Regions from separate parts of the Mus musculus genome. Here region 1 is linked to region 2. The links are chromatin contacts, called in public promoter capture Hi-C maps. All regions are on one chromosome and are shown on one strand. Each heading gives the region's core, a stretch centred on a gene start, on an enhancer-like site or on the middle of the called end of the contact. The rest is flanking DNA. Distances are from core to core; before and after follow the strand shown.

Evidence for each region. Capture Hi-C pulls out chosen DNA fragments and counts their contacts.
Region 1: a contact with region 2 is called in a promoter capture Hi-C map of pancreatic islet. The contact joins the promoter of Sez6l2 here to the promoter of Sgf29 in region 2. A contact is called at or near these places in 1 of 39 promoter capture datasets (second pharyngeal arch cranial neural crest) and 3 of 9 other capture datasets (adipose tissue, liver and pancreatic islet).

Annotation. Positions count from the first base shown.
Region 1 is chr7:126,949,048-126,952,794 of GRCm38.p6, forward strand. Sez6l2 (seizure related 6 homolog like 2) reads left to right here and starts at 1,488. Exons shown (of 18, transcript NM_144926.5): 1 at 1,488-2,069; 2 at 2,953-3,084; 3 at 3,727-3,747. The coding sequence starts at 1,991. It overlaps Asphd1 (aspartate beta-hydroxylase domain containing 1), which reads right to left and starts at 112. Exons shown (of 3, transcript NM_001347657.2): 1 at 1-112. The coding sequence starts at 82.
Region 2 is chr7:126,646,828-126,650,978 of GRCm38.p6, forward strand. It overlaps Sgf29 (SAGA complex associated factor 29), which reads left to right and starts at 2,482. Exons shown (of 10, transcript NM_029339.3): 1 at 2,482-2,650.

The DNA of each region.
Region 1 (3,747 bases), core at 238-2,737, 300 kb after region 2:
CTTGCAGACCCCAGCTCCCTGGTACCCCCAGTTCTCCACCTGACCCCTCGATGACTGCTTCCTGATTCCCTCCCTTCCACATCCCCACTCCTGTTCACTCCTCCTACAGGCCCCCCAACAAACCTTCCCCTCACTTCCCTCTTTCTTTCTCCCCTTCCTTTTCTATTTGTCTCCACTCGGAGATCACTCTTGTTCTCTCTTCCTTCTGTGGTTCCTCTCTCCTTTCCCCTTCCCGCAGTCTCCTCTTCCTTTCCTCTCTCCACCCTCAGTCTCCCAGTCTCAGCTGGTTTCTCCTCCCTCCACTCCAGCCCCCCTTTCCTTATCGACCCCTTCTTTTTCTTCTAGCTTCCCCTGACAACAGCGGTTCCTACTCCACCTGGCCCGCAGCCCCACTCTATAGCGGCTCTTTCTCTTTCCTCTCTCCTTGACCTGTCTTCTCCCTCGAAAGGGTCGGGTCTGTCCTCTCCGATTCCCGACCTCCTACACACCCCTTCTTGGGCGCCCACTCACCCTGACGTCACTCCTTCCCGCAACCCTCTCTGTTTAGCTACCCAGGACCCCTCCCAGAGGCAGCCGCAGCCCAGCCCTGCAAGGGGGGTGGGGGGAGACTTCTCTCTGGATTTGCCGCTCCAGACCCCCTCCCCCAGCCCTGACCGAGCGCCACGTGGGGTACAGGGACACAGTGCCAACCTCTAGCCGCCCCGCAATGCGAAAAGAAGGGCAGGGCAGACTCGGGGGCGGGGCGAGAGCCCTGACCCGCTCGTGAGGCCGGTGCTCTGGAACTGCGAGTCCGGCCGTGGGCCTGCGGGTCCCTGGAGAGGTCGGCCTGTGACTCCCCTTTCCCCTGGCTTGGCTACGCCAGAGCCAGCACAGAGCAAGACGCGGGTTCGCGAAAGCGGCTTCAGCCAATCAGTGGCTTCAAGGCCGCCCGTGCAGGCGGGGCCGGGAGCTGTCCTCGCGCCCAGGTGCTGAAAGGGCACTCGCTTGCTCAGTGGCAGAGCCAGTAGATCACGGGTGGTAGCCGCTAGGCTGCAGGTCTCTGTCAGGTCGCCTGCTAGAGAAGGGAGTCTCAACACATACCCATCAGGCTCCTTACAAACCTGGATACTCCCCATTTTCCTGCGGGAGGGGCGAGCCCATCCCACCTGAGCTTCCATAAAGGGCATAGTGAAGGCCCGCGGGGAGGTCCGGGTGTGGACAGAGGACATACTGGACAGGCCAGGAAGACGTGAACCAAGCTGTGCCTACTCTTGACACCTTAGGAAGACCAGGTGCAGATACCAGATGTTCTGGAATGGCGCCGGGAGGGAACCTAATTACTACTGGGACCAGAGTTTCCTTCCTCTCCCCTAGGGGCCTCGGGAAGTGCAGTCCTGGCTCGGCATCCCTCCTTCCTCCATCTGCACTTCCTCCTCCTCCCTCGTCAGAGAATAAATCCCAGGCCCCTCCTTTCACCCGTCCCCAGGATCTGACGTGGGCTTGACACCTTTCTCAGCTTCTCCCTCCCGCAGCTCCAGTGGCCGAGCTTCAGCTTCCCTGGTTCCGCAACCCTTTCCCTCTTCCTCTCCGAGATAAGCCCCGGTTGAACCTCATAAGGGCCCTCTGGATCCTCAAGCCCACCCTGGACCCTCGGAAGCTGCCTTTCCCCTCCCACTTTCCCCGGCTATCTATCTATCCATCCCGATGGGCCCAAGCTCCCGAACAAGGGGATAACCTTCGGCCCTCTCGGCCCCACCCCCCGCAGCGGGAGCCGCGCCCCCCTTTGCCATAGATCGCAGAGCAAAGGATAAAGATTGAGCAAAAGGGGGCGGACTCCAAGCAACCTCTAGGCCAATTCTGCTTCTCCATCCCAAAGGAAGAAAATTTGCCTTCCTTTGCCGACCCTTAGCAGGAAAGCAAAATTAAAGGAAAAGATAAAAGGACGCAGAGGGAAAGTGACAGCGAGATTATTCAGAAGAGCCACAGAGGAGAGAAATTAGTGTGAGTCGCCATGGGGACTCCCAAGGCCCAGCACCCGCCGCCTTCCCAGCTGCTGCTCCTAATTCTGCTGAGCTGTGCCTGGATTGAGGGTAAGGACATGTGGGGGTGGGCCCTGGGAAGGTTCTCGCGGGTCTTCTACCTTCTTTCTCTGAAGATATTGAGTCTTCCGAGCTTGTGGGGGAGGGGAGGGGCACAGTTGACTGGGAAGGGGCAAGCCAAGGCTCTTTGACTGTTACACGGAGCCCTTGAACTCCTAATTTTAAGGAGATAGAGAAATGAATAAGAAGAGCATTTAGTTGTATCTTAGGGGTTAAAATTCGGGAAGAAGAGCTGAGGGAAGTTGGGTGGATTTCTGCGGAGGCGGTAGAAGCAGGCAGGGTACCTGGGTGGGAGATGGAGGTACTGGGAGAGATGCCAGGCGCTGTACACACAAATGTTCTTGGACATATGGACAAAGGCAGATGAACACAATCAGGGATATTCAATCCCTGACTCTACTCTGATCCCCAACCAGAGTCTAGAGAAGGCACAGAGGCTGCAAAGACTGCAGAGAGAGAGAGAGAGAGAGAGAGAGAGAGAGAGAGAGAGAGAGAGAGAGAGAGAGTCTGCAGAGGCAAAAACCCTGAGAGAAAGCTGGCACTGCGGAAGCAGTCTGGGAGATGCTGTCAGACTCTCCTCAGAGTTTAGGGATCAGGGGAGTATTTCACTGGGGAGGAATAGAAAGCAGTCCCAAAGCACACCCTGCTAGAGCTGTCCAGGGTTAGTACTAATTAAGGTTCTCACTGAAGGCCCAGAGACCAGGAGCTGGAACTCAGTGAGGGAGAGGGCAGATTGGAGCCACTCCTCTGATCTTGGCTCTCAACCCAGCCTGGGACTCCCTGAGTGTCCGATAAGATGTGCTCTGGGGAGCATCTCTCCAGATAAGGACAGGATGTAGAGGAATGGAGAGGTTCACAGGACTTCACCTCCTAGGTCTGCCCCTGAAGGAGGATGAGATGATGCCAGAGCCTGGAAGTGAGACTCCCACAGTGGCCTCTGAGGACCTGGCTGAGCTGCTCCATGGGGCTTTGCTGCGGAAGGGCCCAGAGATCGGCTTCTTGCCGGGTGAGGCCCACAGTGTGGCATAGGAGTAGAGAGAGAGGCTATGTCGCTGAGAGCTGGAGTGCCTGGCTAGAGGGAAGGCGGGTTAGAGAGAGTTCTGTGGGAGAGACCCCCTAGGAAGCTGAGAAAGAGTCAAAGCTGGCCCTCGACAGAACCAGAGACAGGGACAAAATGAGGAACAGTCAAGAGGTCATGTATACAGAGAGAAAAATGTGAATTCAGACAACCAGAGTCACAAAAATGGCGAGACAGAGAGAGATATAAAACCAGATCATAAAACTAGGATCATAAAACCAGAGAGCAATAAGAATGCTAAGCATAAAAAAGCTCCAGAGAGAGCTAAACAGAGAGGAGAGAGAGAGAGAGAGAGAGAGAGAGAGAGAGAGAGAGAGAGAGAGAGAAGGCAGGAGTGAGAGCCAGAACTGGGGGTGGGGAGAGGCTCAAGGGGGCCGTTAAGACGGTGGTGAAAAAGAAAAAGGGAGTTTTAGCTACAAAATCTTGAGAGAATGTGGGGAGCCTGTGTGGGTAGGGGAAATGGAGCCTGTACCCTGTGGGGAGGCTTTGGGGTGTTTATTCTAAGCTGTTCCCCACCCCCATGGGCCAATTTGCTGCTCCTGTGTGCTGACTACCCTTAAACTATCTCAGGATCTGACCCAGACCCCACAC
Region 2 (4,151 bases), core at 1,232-3,731:
CTGAGAAAAGAATTGAGAATCGAGAGGTATACAAAGGTAAATGGACAAATCAGAGTAGAACAGAGAGGCAGAGCTAGCCAGGTGTCAGGACAGAGTTCCAGGGTTAGTAGGGTTAAATAAACTACATGGCTTGCTGGAGGACTGCTCTAGCTAAAAGGCCTAAACTTTAAAATATTAAAAAGCCTCTGTGTTATTACTTATACCACTGGCAGGTGGAAAGGCCTGCTATACCAAACCGTAAAAACTGTGTAATTGTTTGAGCCAGTGTATCCTGCTTTTCTAGGATATCCAGGGTGTCCTGGAGCTCTCTGAATAACCAGGCTGGCCTCAAACTCACAGATATCCTCCTGCCTCTGCCTCTTGAGTGCTGGGGAGTGAGCTATCACACTTGACTCTGGAATTCTTCATAATATGATTTTCCCAAACTCACAGATGTAGAACTGAAACAGGATGGGTGATAGAGCCATTCACTGCACCTTGATAAGAACTACAAGTGGTGATGGACACCTTTAATCCCAGCACTTGGGAGGCAGAGGCAGGTGGATCTCTATGTGTTCAAGGATAGCCTGGTCTGCAGAGTGAGTTCCAGGACAGGCAAGACTACACTGAGAAACCCTGTCTTGATGCCCCCTGCCACTTGTAACAACAACAACAAGACACTGTTTCTCTGTGTGATAGCCTTGGCTGTCCTGGACTCGAGTTGTAGACCAGGCTGGCCTCAAAGTCATAGAAATCCACCTCTCCTTCCTGAGCACTGGAATCAAAGGCATGTGCCACCATGCCTGGCTAGCTTCTTTCCTTCCTTCCTTTTTCTTTCTTTCTCTCTTTCTTTCTTCCTAGACTAGTCTCACTGGTGTCTTGAACTCCCTATATAGAACAAGCTAGCCTCATTCATAGACATCTACCTGTCTCTGTCTTCTAAATGCCACTAGCTTTTCCATGTAGTCCAAGATCACCTTCCCAGAGAACGGTGCTACCTACAGTGGCTGGGCCTTCTGTATGAATTAACATGGTAACGTGGTAGTGCACTCCTATAATCCTATATAATCCATTAGACAATTCCCTATAGCTAGGTCTGTCTGGGAAATTCCTCAGTGAAGACTGCATTGTCCAGTGGCTCTAGGCCCTGTCAAGTTGTTAAAATTAACCAGGACAACTGACTAGACATACAGATTCAATGAAAGAAAATTATTTTTTCAAACTGTAAAAAGTATGTGTCTCCGTGTGGGTATGTGCACGTGAGTGCAGGTGCCAGAGGACAGCACATCAGTACCCTTGGGGCTGGAATTGCAGATCGTTATAAGCCACTACTGTAGGCACTGGGAACTGAACACGGGCTCTTTGCAAAAGCAGTACATGTTTTTGATTGCTCGGCATCTCCCCAGACTCATTCATATACATACACACACACACACACACACACACACACACATATATATATATATGTATACACACACACACACACACACACACACATATATATATATATATATATATATATATATATATATATATATATATATATATATACATTAATTTCTTTGCTAGTCTAGGGGCTAAAATAGTTTCAGTGTTAAAATGTAAGGTTTCCTAATAGAAAAATATCTGATAGCTTGTTGTATGCCAGGCACAGTGCTATGTACTGGGAATGTCTAATGATCTTGACCTTATAGCATTTGTAATTCTATCAGAGAATAACAATATGTAATTATAAACTTTAAAAGATTTTCAAAAATATTTTTATTCTATGTCCAGGCGTATGTATATGTGTATGTGCACCTGTGCAGTGCCCTCAGAGGCCAAAAGAGGGCATTAGATCCCTTGGAGCTGGAGTTACAGGCAGTCTGAGCCAGCTGACCCAAGTGCTGGCATTCTAATTCTGGTCTTCACGATTGAGCAGTACTTGCTCTTAACCACCAAACCATATTGATTTTTTTAGGTGTTATGTACGAAATATTAGGATAGTTAGGGTGGGAGCAGTCCCTAGGGACTGAGCCCGGGACCATGCTAAGCAAGTGTCCTACCACTGCACTAACTGGGCAGGCATCCACAGGGTAGGTATCCAAAGATGTAGCTAAATGTTTGCATGTCCAAATCTTTTATTTGCTGGGAAGATTCTGTAAAATACAAGTACTAAACCTAAAACTGCTTATTTGGAATTTAAAAATATTTTCAGATACATTTTAAATTCACGGCAAATTTCAGCTTAAAGTACAGAGTTCTCATCTGCGTCCTGGGGCCCTCCCTCCTCATCCCCAACAATCTGATGTGGTTTTGTTGTTGTTTTCTTCTGGTGCAGAGGATCCGCTCCCATCACCTTTCACATGCGAAGCGAGGCTTCACGCATGCTTTTCTGTTCCTTTGACTCTGATCTATTAAATCATGATTAAGTACATCAAAGCACAGGTGTCGAAGTAAGAACTACGTTTCCCAGAGTGCAATGCAGCACGTCACAGAGAAGTACCCGGCATGCGCAGAGGAGTCCTCCGCGCTCGACCGCGCTCATAAGAGAAACAGCGTGTGTGGTTCTTGACGCGCCGCGAACCTTCGAACGCAAGTGCGAGACTACCCTGTGAGGAAACGTTCCAGGGATTCGCCTGTTCCCGCCATCGCAGTTACCAGCGCGACGTGCTGTTTCTTCCTGTGCTCGGTAGGTGGGACGGGGCCATGGCAAGGTACCTCCAAGCAGCGCGGGAACGAAAGGCCAGCGTTCCTGCCCGGCGCCCGGCTCGCCGAGGCGGCGTCTGAGGAGACGCGCACGCGCCCTGGACGGGAAGGGGGCGGGGCTGTGGGAGCCGGCGCCCTGGGGCTTGCGCGTGCGCCCTACCTCTCTGAAGAGGTGGGAAGCGGCTGGAGCTGGCTAGTCTAGATGCCGGCAGCTGATGTGAGTCCCAGACATCAGCACATTTTACTACTTTCTCAAAAGCTTAGTTTTTGGTAGCCCAACCTGGCCGTGAGATCGCAGTCCTCCTCCCCCAATCCCGAGTGCTGAGATTACAGACTGCACATGCTCTAAAGGTGTCCATTTTCACAACAGTAACTTCATCCACTCTCCAGCTCACTCTTGTGTTGGCTGACACATGTATCCTAGGACGTCTGCGTCTACTCATCAGCACCTTCCCCTACCTGTCAATGTTCAGCTTTCTCTAGGGAGGCTTTGACTCATGCTGTTTCACAGAAACAGCTCTAACAAAGCCACCTTGACTTCTGGATTCCGAAGTTCAGTGATACAGGATTGGTAGCATCCTCTTTCATTGCCTCGGTTCTCCTCTAAAGAACTCCTGCTTCCATTGCTTCATCTTTAACGGTTGTACCATCAAAATACATAAACCCTTCTTCATCTTGCCTTTCTTTCTGTTCCCTCCTTGGACATTGTCTATTTCACACTTTAAATAAAAATAAAATTTATTTTGGTGCTCTCGTTTCTATCTTGTAAAAATATTTGGTGTGTGTGAAGGCAGGCATGTTCATTCCATGGCACTTTTGTGGAGGTCAATTGACAGCTTTCAGGAGTTCTCTCCTTCCATCATGTAGGCTTCTAGGATGGAACTCGGGGTATCAGGCTTGGCACAAGCACTTGAATCTGCTGAGCTATCTCACTGGCCCTCAAATTTACATCTTGTAGATCAGTATAATGTTGTGGTGTTAGAATCCACAGGGAAAGACCAAATCTTAGGCTCAATTCAAATTTAGATGAAATGGATTTCTTTTATTTATTACTGCTAGGCAGTAGGCAGTAATAGGCAGAAGGATGTCAGCCTTAAAGCCAAACAGCATGCCATGTGGTGTGGAGGGATCCAAAGGAAGGAAGGGGGCTGGAGAGATGGCTCAGCAGTTAAGAGCACTGACTGCTCTTCCAGAGGTCCTAAGTTCAATTCCCAGCAACCACATGGTGACTCACAACCATCTGTAATGGGATCTGATGCCCTCTTCTGGTGTGCATGAAGACAGTGACAGCGAAATAAATAAGTCTTTAAAAAAGTTAAAGGAAGGAAGGGTTATAAAGGTAGATAGCAACGGTGACTCTTACAATTAATTATCTATAGAATCCATAGCTGGGCCAGGTCATTGTTTTTCTCCCCATGTTGTTTCTCTTTCCCATTGTATAGTAATAAAACACTTCTTCATCCCAGTCCCACAGATAAGCAAGT